Linked DNA regions of Mus musculus: regions 1 and 3 are each linked to region 2. Evidence: chromatin contacts called from public HiChIP or PLAC-seq data. All regions are on one chromosome and are shown on one strand. The core of a region is the stretch at or near the end of the contact, and the rest is flanking DNA. Distances in the headings are between cores, read along the strand shown.

What was found. HiChIP or PLAC-seq counts read pairs in DNA pulled down with a chosen protein or histone mark.
Region 1: an H3K4me3 HiChIP or PLAC-seq map of forebrain shows a contact between it and region 2, with 13 times the contacts expected there. The contact joins the enhancer-like site here to the promoter of Plxnb1 in region 2. A contact is called at or near these places in 2 of 39 promoter capture datasets (cranial neural crest and embryonic stem cells) and 8 of 115 datasets of contacts at active chromatin or transcription factors (astrocytes, cardiomyocytes, craniofacial prominence and 4 more).
Region 3: a contact with region 2 is called in an RNA polymerase II HiChIP or PLAC-seq map of embryonic stem cells, with 8 read pairs. The contact joins the enhancer-like site here to the promoter of Plxnb1 in region 2. A contact is called at or near these places in 1 of 39 promoter capture datasets (cranial neural crest), 11 of 115 datasets of contacts at active chromatin or transcription factors (astrocytes, embryonic forebrain, embryonic limb bud and 7 more) and 2 of 9 other capture datasets (embryonic stem cells and macrophages).

What each region holds. Positions count from the first base shown.
Region 1 is chr9:110,068,888-110,071,954 of GRCm38.p6, forward strand. It overlaps Map4 (microtubule-associated protein 4), which reads left to right. Exons shown (of 19, transcript NM_001205330.1): 13 at 1-98; 14 at 2,139-2,252. Among named protein-coding and RNA genes, the nearest start is that of Dhx30, 47 kb to the right of the region's middle. Within about 2 kb of position 1,629, at least 53 of the 459 cell types and tissues checked have an H3K27ac peak or open chromatin away from gene starts, as enhancers often do. A contact at or near this core is called in embryonic forebrain and forebrain, where this site is marked.
Region 2 is chr9:109,093,503-109,096,759 of GRCm38.p6, forward strand. Plxnb1 (plexin B1) reads left to right here and starts at 1,934. Exons shown (of 38, transcript NM_172775.2): 1 at 1,934-2,143. It overlaps Gm7628 (predicted gene 7628), which reads right to left. Exons shown (of 2, transcript NR_168955.1): 2 at 340-2,330.
Region 3 is chr9:109,907,631-109,910,699 of GRCm38.p6, forward strand. No RefSeq gene overlaps it. Among named protein-coding and RNA genes, the nearest start is that of Mir7089, 20 kb to the left of the region's middle. Within about 2 kb of position 1,746, at least 31 of the 459 cell types and tissues checked have an H3K27ac peak or open chromatin away from gene starts, as enhancers often do. A contact at or near this core is called in embryonic stem cells, where this site is marked.

The DNA.
Region 1 (3,067 bases), core at 379-2,878, 980 kb after region 2:
GCCGCCTGGCCACAACTGTTTCTGCCCCTGACCTGAAGAGTGTTCGCTCCAAGGTCGGCTCTACAGAAAACATCAAACACCAGCCTGGAGGAGGCCGGGTGAGTCAGTGAGCTTGGGGATCTTTGCATTCTGGCTTCTGTTGCTTTTCTGCCACATGCAGTCATCTAGATCATTTCATTCAGCATCAGAGAATTTCAGTCTTGGTTCTTGGCACTACAATATCAGGGAAGGCCTGGCCTTATCTTCCCATAAGGACCTCCTGTTCACTGTGTTGGGATTTATATTTATATTTTTCTTTGGGAGGTAGAAAGAGTCTTCTATTTTATAAAAACTCTTAGCCGGGCAGTGGTGGCTCATGTCTTTAATCCCAGCACTTGGGAGGCAGGAGGATTTCTGAGTTCGAGGCCAGCCTGGACTACAGAGTGAGTTTCAGGACAGACAGGACTGCACAGAGAAACCCTGTCTCGAAAAACAAAACAAAAAAACTCTAGAAAGTTGGATGTGTGGTTCCTCAGAGCACTTGGAAGACAGAGCAGCAGAATCATGATGAGTTTGGCGCCATGGCTTCAGGGTTTAGGGAGTTTGGAGAGAAAGCTTCAGAAACTGTGAAGGTAAGAGACACTGCACATGAGCCCCATTTATTTTTGGTTCTTACCAGACACATTTAATATCTCCATCCCTTGATGTGAGAGGAATCTGTCCAAATGAGAACTAGGGTTTCCTCTGGTGAACACTGTGCTGTGAAATGAACCACGTACCCTGACTTTTCTAAACTACAGTGCTTAACATTAAGAAAGTTCTGAGGCTGGGTGTGGTGGCACAACTTTTAATTTCAGCAGAGGGAGACAGAGGCAGGGGGATCTCTGAATTTGAGGCCATCTTGGTCTGCATGGTGAGTTTCATGACTATGCAGAGTGAGTGGGTGAAGATGGCAACAACAAAGAACATTCTGGGACCAACACATTAACTAAGGGGAGAAAAGCACTTACTACCAACCCTAACAGCATGAACTTAATCCACAGAAACCCTGTAGTGGAAGGAGAAAGCTGGCTCCTACGATTATCTTCTGACCTCCATACATGCTGTACACAAGTGTGGATGTGCATACTTGGACACACACACTAACTTTAATAAGCATATTCTAGTTGCATGGGTTTCAGTTTTATGTGTCAAATGTTAACAGCCTTGGGAACCCAGGATGTAGAAAAAATGGTGGTATTCTAGTTCACCCTTAACTGTTGTCAACTTGAACTGTTCTGTCAGCATCCAGAGTAGGATACTTAAATTGTATTAATCCAAAATTGTTAAAATTGAATAGGGGGTCTGGAGAGATGACAGAAGTTAAGAACCCAGGCATAGTTCCCAGAATCCACATCTATAGCTTACAACCCTTTGTATGTAAATTGTGTTTACAGGAGCCTAGTGCAGTTATATGTATGCAAAACATTCATATAGATAACATTTTTAAAAATATTTTAAAGAAATTGAATATAGGCACAGAAATGCAGCAGAATCATGGTTCATTTGGAAGATGTTAATGACAGGCTGGGATCCTTCTGGGACAAGGACCTCAGAGCAGTCCTGGCTGTGGCCCAGCCGGCCCGGTGTCTGGGCTGGGCTCCAGATGACCTCATCCCCCTTTTCACTCTTCTTGGTCTTCCATGCTACAAACACTCAACGCTCTAAATACCTTGGGCTAGTTGTGGGTTATTGTGTATTGCCGTGTACCTGATGATGTCATGCTTCCGTCACCAGGGGCTGGAGCCATGTGCGGGACAGGGACAGCAGCGCAGTGGAGGCATGAGGGCATTGTGATTTAGAATGACAGACAGGCTCACACGTGCTCACAGAGAAGCACTGATTCGATCTTAGCCTTTGAACGATTTCTTCATAAACGCATGAGCTCTTCTTTCAGACCTGGCCTGTGGTTCTTCTTTCTGTGCCCCTTGCTCAGGGATCGCTGCGGATCTAGACTAGGAGTGTGTCGTCCTAGGGGCAAGGGTGACTGCTTCTTTCTGCCTGGTATCCTGGCCTTGCTTTTTTTTTTCTTTTTCTGCCTTCTTCCTTCCTTGGCATCTAGGCTCTCATCTTGGTTTGAAACTTGCCCCTCCCCCTCAACCCCGTTTATCTCCATCCAGGCCAAAGTAGAGAAAAAAACAGAGGCAGCTACCACAGCTGGGAAGCCTGAACCTAATGCAGTCACTAAAGCAGCCGGCTCCATTGCGAGTGCACAGAAACCGCCTGCTGGGAAAGTGAGTTTTATTTAGGTTTCCCTCTCTGAGGTGAAGTGGGAACATCATTCTCCTAGCCTGAGTCATTTTCCCTTCTATTCCACTTTGTTCCTGTTCTTAACTAGTTCCTACTTTTTCCTGTGTTCCTTCCTCTAGTTAATGACTCAGCTGTCAGACAGTTTTTATATCAACCAGTGAAAGCCAACCAAGTTGTGAGCTCTTACCCCACTGTAGTCAGTCAGATGAAGGGAACGTGAAACTGTTAGACACTTCCTTAACATTTCAAACTCATCTAGTATGCATACAATACATCATACCCAGGTTCTTCTTCAGAAGTCAGGGCCTTGTCTCCTGACCGTAAAGTTGCTGCTAGGTATGGAGACAGATGCGCCTGTCTGGCTAAAATCAATCCACTGTTAATGTCATGAAAAAGTCAAGAACTTAAAGGAGCATGGTAAGGTACTCGGGTTCCTCAGCGTGAGTTCCAGGTTCTCTTGGTAGCCCAGCACATTTCCTTTGCAAAGAGCCTCTCGTTCTGAGGAAAAGGAGGGAAGGAAGGACCTTTCTTCTTGAAAGCTATAAGCTATGTTACTCTTTCCAGGGCTAGGGTGTTGCAGTACAGCCAGGTTGTGCTCTTCTGAATTGTACATCACTGTCTCACCATTTTGGTTGGTCTCTTTGTTCACCAACACATTATTATATATCTAAAGGATTCAGAGAGGCGTAAAACCAGATATGCTTGCTGTAATCCTAGTAGAGCTAACAGTGAGACAGAAGGATCAGGAATTTGAGGCCTGTGTGGAGTATACAGCAGGTCCCAGGTGAGCCTTATCTAC
Region 2 (3,257 bases), core at 684-3,183:
CCTACACGTTGCAGAAGTAGGGAGGCCAAGGTAATTGAGGGAGTGGGTGCAGACTGACCTGGGCAGGGTGGGGATAGGTTTGGGGAAGTTGTGGAGCATAAGGGGGGGGGGGAGGAGCTGGAGAGTTGGAGTGACAGTGTCAGGGAAGAGTTGTCATGGTGCTGACAAGGTGCTATGTGACTGGGATCAAGTGCTCAGAGGGGGGTGGGTGGGGGATGGGGAAGAAGAGGGGTGATCTGAGGTCTAAGGGAGGGGTATTTTGGAAAGCAGGCAGATGAGCTATAGAACCCTGTCTTAATTAGTTTCTCTTGCAATGAAATACCATGACCAAAAAGCAAGTTGGGGAGGAAAGGGTTTATTTGGCTTACACTTCCACATCATTGTTAATCACTGACAGGAACAGAACAGGACAGGACAGGACAGGAACTCAAGCAGGGCCAGAACCTCGTGGAGGGGTGCCGCTTACTGCTCAGTATGCTTTCTTACAGAACCCAGGGCTACCAGCCCAGGGGGGCCCCACCCTCAATGGACTGGGACCGCCCCTGTCAATCACTAATTAAGAAGATGCCCTACAGGGGGATCTTATGGAGCGATTTCTCCACTGAAGTTCATTCTTTCAGATAACTCAAGCTTCTGTCAAGTTGACATAAATCAAGCCAGCACCCCACCCCCACCCCACCCCACGGGAGTCTGAGGGTGTGATGGTAGAGCAGCCTGGCATCAGCCCTTAGTGAAGTGGCAGATACGGAAGACGGCTTCCCCCGATTTAGAGCCCTCTAACCTTAGAGGCTTCCAGGTGACGTATATGCAGTTTTTCCCTTTCTGGACACTATGCCAATGGCCTTGAGCCAAAGTCCTTCAAAAGCCCTCAGGATGGGTCAGGTCCTGGCTCCACAGATTGCCATTGGCAAGCCCGGGTGTGAACCGCCCTGCATAAAGCCCTCAGGAGAGAACCTCTGCCCAGGGTTTCCTTCCCAGAAAGACCCAGGTGTTTTCCAAGGAGGGAGTCCAGACTTGCTCAAGGCTTCTGAGTTCTGCATGGCTCCAGGTACAGGCCGTGGAGGAGGGAAGGAAATAAGACCCTACTTCTGCACCTCACAGCCAGTATGCCCTGCTTACACAGTTCAGCTTTGGTGGTATTACCCCCTATTAGTCAGGGAGCAAAAAGGTCGGGGTGTGTGTGTGTGGGGGGGGAAGGGGTGTCAGGTTACATGGCTTAGTGATGGCGCAAACTCAGGTCCAAAGCCCGGGCTCTCTTCAAACAGCCAGGGGTGGGGGCCGGAAGGAGAGGTTGGGTGTTGTGGAGTATTGAAAGAAGGAAAGGTGGGCAGGGCCAGGTGAGAAGAGGAGAAGCTGGCGTCTAGGAGACCAGGTGAAGAAAGTTGGGGGGAGAGGATGGCTCCAAGGGCCGGGATCTAGAAGGGAATGAGGGCGCTCCGGGCGCTGGGCGAGGTGCGTTGGGGATAGTCAAGATGGTGGTTATGGAACAGGCAGAGCAGGTGTGGGGCACAAGTCCCTCGAACTCTGGCAGGACGGGGAAAGGCTCCAGTGCTGTATCTCAACGCCCAGGTAATAAGGCTCGCAACCATGGCCGTAGCCTCTTGGTCCTAAGCGGCGCGCAGGTGAGGCCCGGCTGGGCGGGGCGGACCGCCCACGCTCCCGGCTCCGCTCCTCACCCTACACGTCTGCGTTGCCATGACTACCGCCCGGGCGCTGCAGCCCCCATTTAATGAGAGGGGTTGATCACCCCCCCAGGCCCTTCACAAACTCGGATCCCGCGGGACCGGAATGCGGGGTCCCGGATGGCTGGGGCCGCGTACCCCGTTCTCCCGGCAGCTTCCGGCCTGGTCCGGGCGGCGCGCGGGGGGAGGGCGGCCCGACGGGCGGGGGGTGGGGGGGTGGAAGGAGCGGAGCCCGGGCCGGCCGACGCGGCTTTGTCTCCTTTGTTCCCAGCGGAGGCAGCGCCGCGGCGGGAGGGGCGGGCGGCGGGCGCAGTTTTTTCCGCCCCTCGGTCTCCGGGTAACAGCTGCGGCTCCGCCAGACCCACCTCCGAGGGGAGGGAAGGCCGCCGCGCGCAGATCTGAGCTAGCCCGGAGCTGCGGGCGGACGCCTCGCCGCGCGCATCCCGCAGGAGGGTCGGGCGGTGAGTTGCGAGACTTGGGCAGGGAAGGCGGGGTTGCAGGCGAGAGCCGCGCGCACCCAGGTGGAACGGCCCGAGGCCTCGATCCCGCTGGGCACAGGCAGCCGGAGTGGTGTCTCCGGTGGGTGGCTTCGGTCCTCAGAGTTGGGACCACACTCGCGCGCGCGAAGGCAAACTCTGGCGGCACCGCCTGTAACGCGATTGGGAGACAGAGGAGGTGGAGCTGCTCCTCCGCGCCCCCTCCTCGCTGCCGCCACCGCCGCTTTCGGGACCGGCCGGCCCCTTCCCCGCCCTCCCTGGGCCACTGGTGGGGTCTTTGTCCCGTGGAGCGGCGGAGGGAGGAGGGTTGAGGATGAGTCGAAGCAAGGAAGTGGAGGCTTCCCCATAGGATAACAGATCTTTCAGGCAGAGACTGACAAAGGAGGACCACGAGCCTTTTAACACTTGGACTCTGTCTCGGTACCCACACACCCAGCCGGTGCTTGACGAGCGCCTTAATTTATGGCGGGTGTCTGGTAAATGATGGCTCCCTTCCACCCTACTCAACATCCAGACGGCAGGTGTGTAGTGCACACCACTTCACTGTCAAAAAGTAACTCTCCCTTTTAAGTGGATACTGGGATAGGGGCGGGAGTGTGGGTGGCCGAGCTCAGAAAGGGAAGGCCAGTTTCCCCCAACTCCCAGACAAGTGCAGATGTGGAAGGGGCTGAATTTGTGAGTCTTCTTGGTTGTGAGAGCAGCTGCAGGAGAGGGTTAGGTGTTGCTTGTCCTTTGCAGAAGTCAGGCAACCAGTCTTGGGCCCTGCCGTAGGGTTTCGGGGAGTGTGGGTTCTAAAGAGGCCTATGGGGCAGGCCTGGGCACAGGCAGAGTTAGTTAGACTTTGGCGATGAGCCTGGACAGCCTGAGATGTGGGGAGTTAGGGAGGAGATACTGGCAGTGCAAGTTAGGGACGTGAGGCTTGGCTCCAAATAAGCCCTAGTCCGATCATTAATAAAACTGGGCCGATTCCTCGGCTTTTGAGATGCTAAGAGGCTTGAAAGCGGAGTGTGAGCTCCATATTACCCCTCTAGTCTGGATCTCCTTGGCAGTGAAATGGGGGCTCTGTCACCATGTAGGG
Region 3 (3,069 bases), core at 496-2,995, 810 kb after region 2:
CCAAGTAGCAGAGCCCTAGGTCGTGCCCTGGGTTTGCCCTGGTGCTCAGGGGGCAGGTTTTCTCCCTCACAAAGCTGCTTGGGAGAATGAACCCATCAGCTGGGATCTCCTGTTTAACCCAGGGCTGCCCAAATCCTGACTGCTTCAGGCAGCGTCACCTTCATCAGCCTGCCCAGGTGGTTTGCAAGGTCCTCTAAGTTTCCCACAGCCTGCTTGTCCCACCTTTATGTATTTGCGTTTGTTTGTTTGTTTGTTTTACATTTTTGTTTTTATTTTGTGTGTGTATGTGCCAAGTACCTTAACCCACTGAACTATCCTGACAGGGTGTGTGTGTGTGTGTGTGTGTGTGTGTGTGTGCATGCATGAGTATAGGTGCCACAGAACATGAGTCAGAGGTCAGAGAACAACCTTCCAGAGTTGGTTCCGTCTATTGGAAATAAGGTGATAGAAATTCAAGAGACTAATAAAGACAAAGCAGTTTTAATGTGTGTTCTGTAGAGGGGCAGAGCATAGAGAAAAAGTGAGAACAGTTGGTGTGCCGATTTGGCTGGCACAAGACTGGTTTTCAAAGTCCTCCCTTCATGAGGAAGTCCCATCCTCCCTTCCTATAGGCCAAGAGTCGCTGCTTTCTCAAACCCCCCATCCTATTGGTTCAGGACACCAATGAATCATTTGGTGCTTAAGACTGCCCACTTTTCTTATCCTGGGTTCAGTCATGTAGCATCCTGCTTGTCGTGCCTTCTGTCCATCAGAGCTCTGCTGAACTCTAAGCACACAACAGGGCTGGAGAGATGGCTCAGTGGTTAAGTCAGTTACTGCTCTTGCAGAGGACCTGAGTTATATTCCTAGCCCATACATCAGGCAGCTTACAACTTCCTGTAACCTCAGTTCCAGGGGATCTAACACCCCTCTGACTTCCTCCTGTACACACAGACACAGACACAAACACACACACACACACACACACACACACACACACACGCACAAATAAATAATAGTTAAAATTAAGGAAAATGGCTTTTCTTTTAAGATTTATTTATTTATTATATGTAAGTTCACTGTAGCTGTCCTCAGATACTCCAGAAGAGGGCATCAGATTTTGTTATGGATGGTTGTGAGCCACCATGTGGTTGCTAGGATTTGAACTCGGGACCTTCGGAAGAGCAGTTGGTGCTCTTAACCACTGAGCCATCTCACCAGCCCAGAAAAATGGCTTTTAAACAAAGAAAAGGAAGGAAGAAAGAAATTGGACCTTAATGTATTTCTTACGTCTCTTTCCACCACGTGGCCGAGAATTGAACTCAGGTGGTAGGGCTGGGTGGCAAGCCCCTTTACCTGAAAAGTCGTCTCAGGAGCCAGGTCACAATGGTCACTGTTGATTGTCACACTTGATCCATCAAGTGAAGATCTTTCAGGTGAGAAGAAGGGATTTGCTCTGAGTAAGGACAAAGCCGGTAGTACCAGAACCCTGACCCTGGCCACTGGGCTACTTAATGAGAAGCGTCTGTCTGTCTCTCATACACTGTCTTACAGGACTCTTGCATGTGTGCTTTTCTCCCTTCACCCGGTGAGACAGGAGGGTTACGACCTCTGATTTTATAGATGAGCAACTGGGGGTAATAGAGTTTTACCAGCTTGCTCAAGGTCACCCACTAGGAAGTCACAAAGCCAGGGCTCATGGTCAAATGCTCTGCTCCCAAACTGATTTCACACTGCGTTCCAGACCACGTCAGCAATACCTCAGTGCCTAGAAGCCAGAGAGGGGTCAGGGCAGTCCCAGAAAGCACACGCTCTCGGGTAGTGTCTGGGAGCAAATGATGAGTCTGTGTCTTTCTCCTCCTCCTCCTCCTCCTCCTCTTCCGAATCTTCCTCCTCCTGCATCCTTTTCTTCTCCTTCCTCTTTTCCCCTTTCTTCTTCCTCTTCATTCCTCTCTTCTTTTGTTTGCTGTCAATCAGGGTCTCTTTTTTTCTGGCCTCAAACTCCCTGTGTATCAGAAGATGACCTTGAACTCCTGATCCCTCTGCCCCCAACTCCCACCTCAATTGTTCTTTAGATGAACATTAGTCCTCTCTAATGACTTTGTATCCCGCTTAACCTAGGAAAAAGCTGCTGTGACCTCAGGTCTGTGGACAATCTAGACGAGATTTTCTACTTCTGAGCACTCTTCTCTTTCTCCTTAATCTCTTAGGGCTCTTTACAACAACAACAAACCCCATAATTGACTCATGGTGGTGCACACCTTTGACCTTGGCACTCGGGAGGCAGAGGCAGGAAGATCTCTGTGAGTTCTAGGCCAGCCTGGTCTACGAAGTGCATTCCAGGACAGCTACAGCTACATACAGAGAAACCGTGTCTGGAAAAACCAAAGCAAACCAAACCAAACAAACAAGCCTCTCCCTGCCCGGCATGGGAGTCCCATTTGATTCCAGTACTCCAGAGATATAGACAGACAGACCTCTCACAGTCTCAAAGACAAAAGAACAGATTAAACCCCACCCCACAACCCATTATTCCCCACCTATTATCCCTTCTATAGAATTTGTATGTAACTGAGGCTGGAGAGATGGCTCAGCAGTTAAGAGTTCTGGCTGCTATTCCAAAGGTCCTGAGTTCAATTCCCAGCACCCACATAGTAGTTCTCGATCATCTATAAAGGGATATGATGTCCTCTTCTGACATGCAAGTGTACATGCAGCATAGCGGTAATATAGATAAAGTAAATTGTGCACAGCAATGACAAGGATGGTCTCCATTCCATTTAGCAAGGGCACATGCAATCCCTGTGCCTTTCACATGTCTCTTATAGGCTTCAGAGTCCATCTGTGAGGGATCCTGGAGTGAGACTCAAGCACAAGTTCACTCTGGACTATATGACCTCCCCACCCTCTCTCACCCCCACATTATTGGTTGGTTTGTTTTGTTTTGTTTTATGTGTGGGAATTTTTTTCCTACATGGATGTATGTGTATCACATACATGCCTGCTGCTGGAAGAGGTCAGAAGGGGGTGTCAAGCACCCTGAGCCTGGTTTCTGTAGAGGTGTTAGTTAAGTGCCATGTTGGTGCTGAA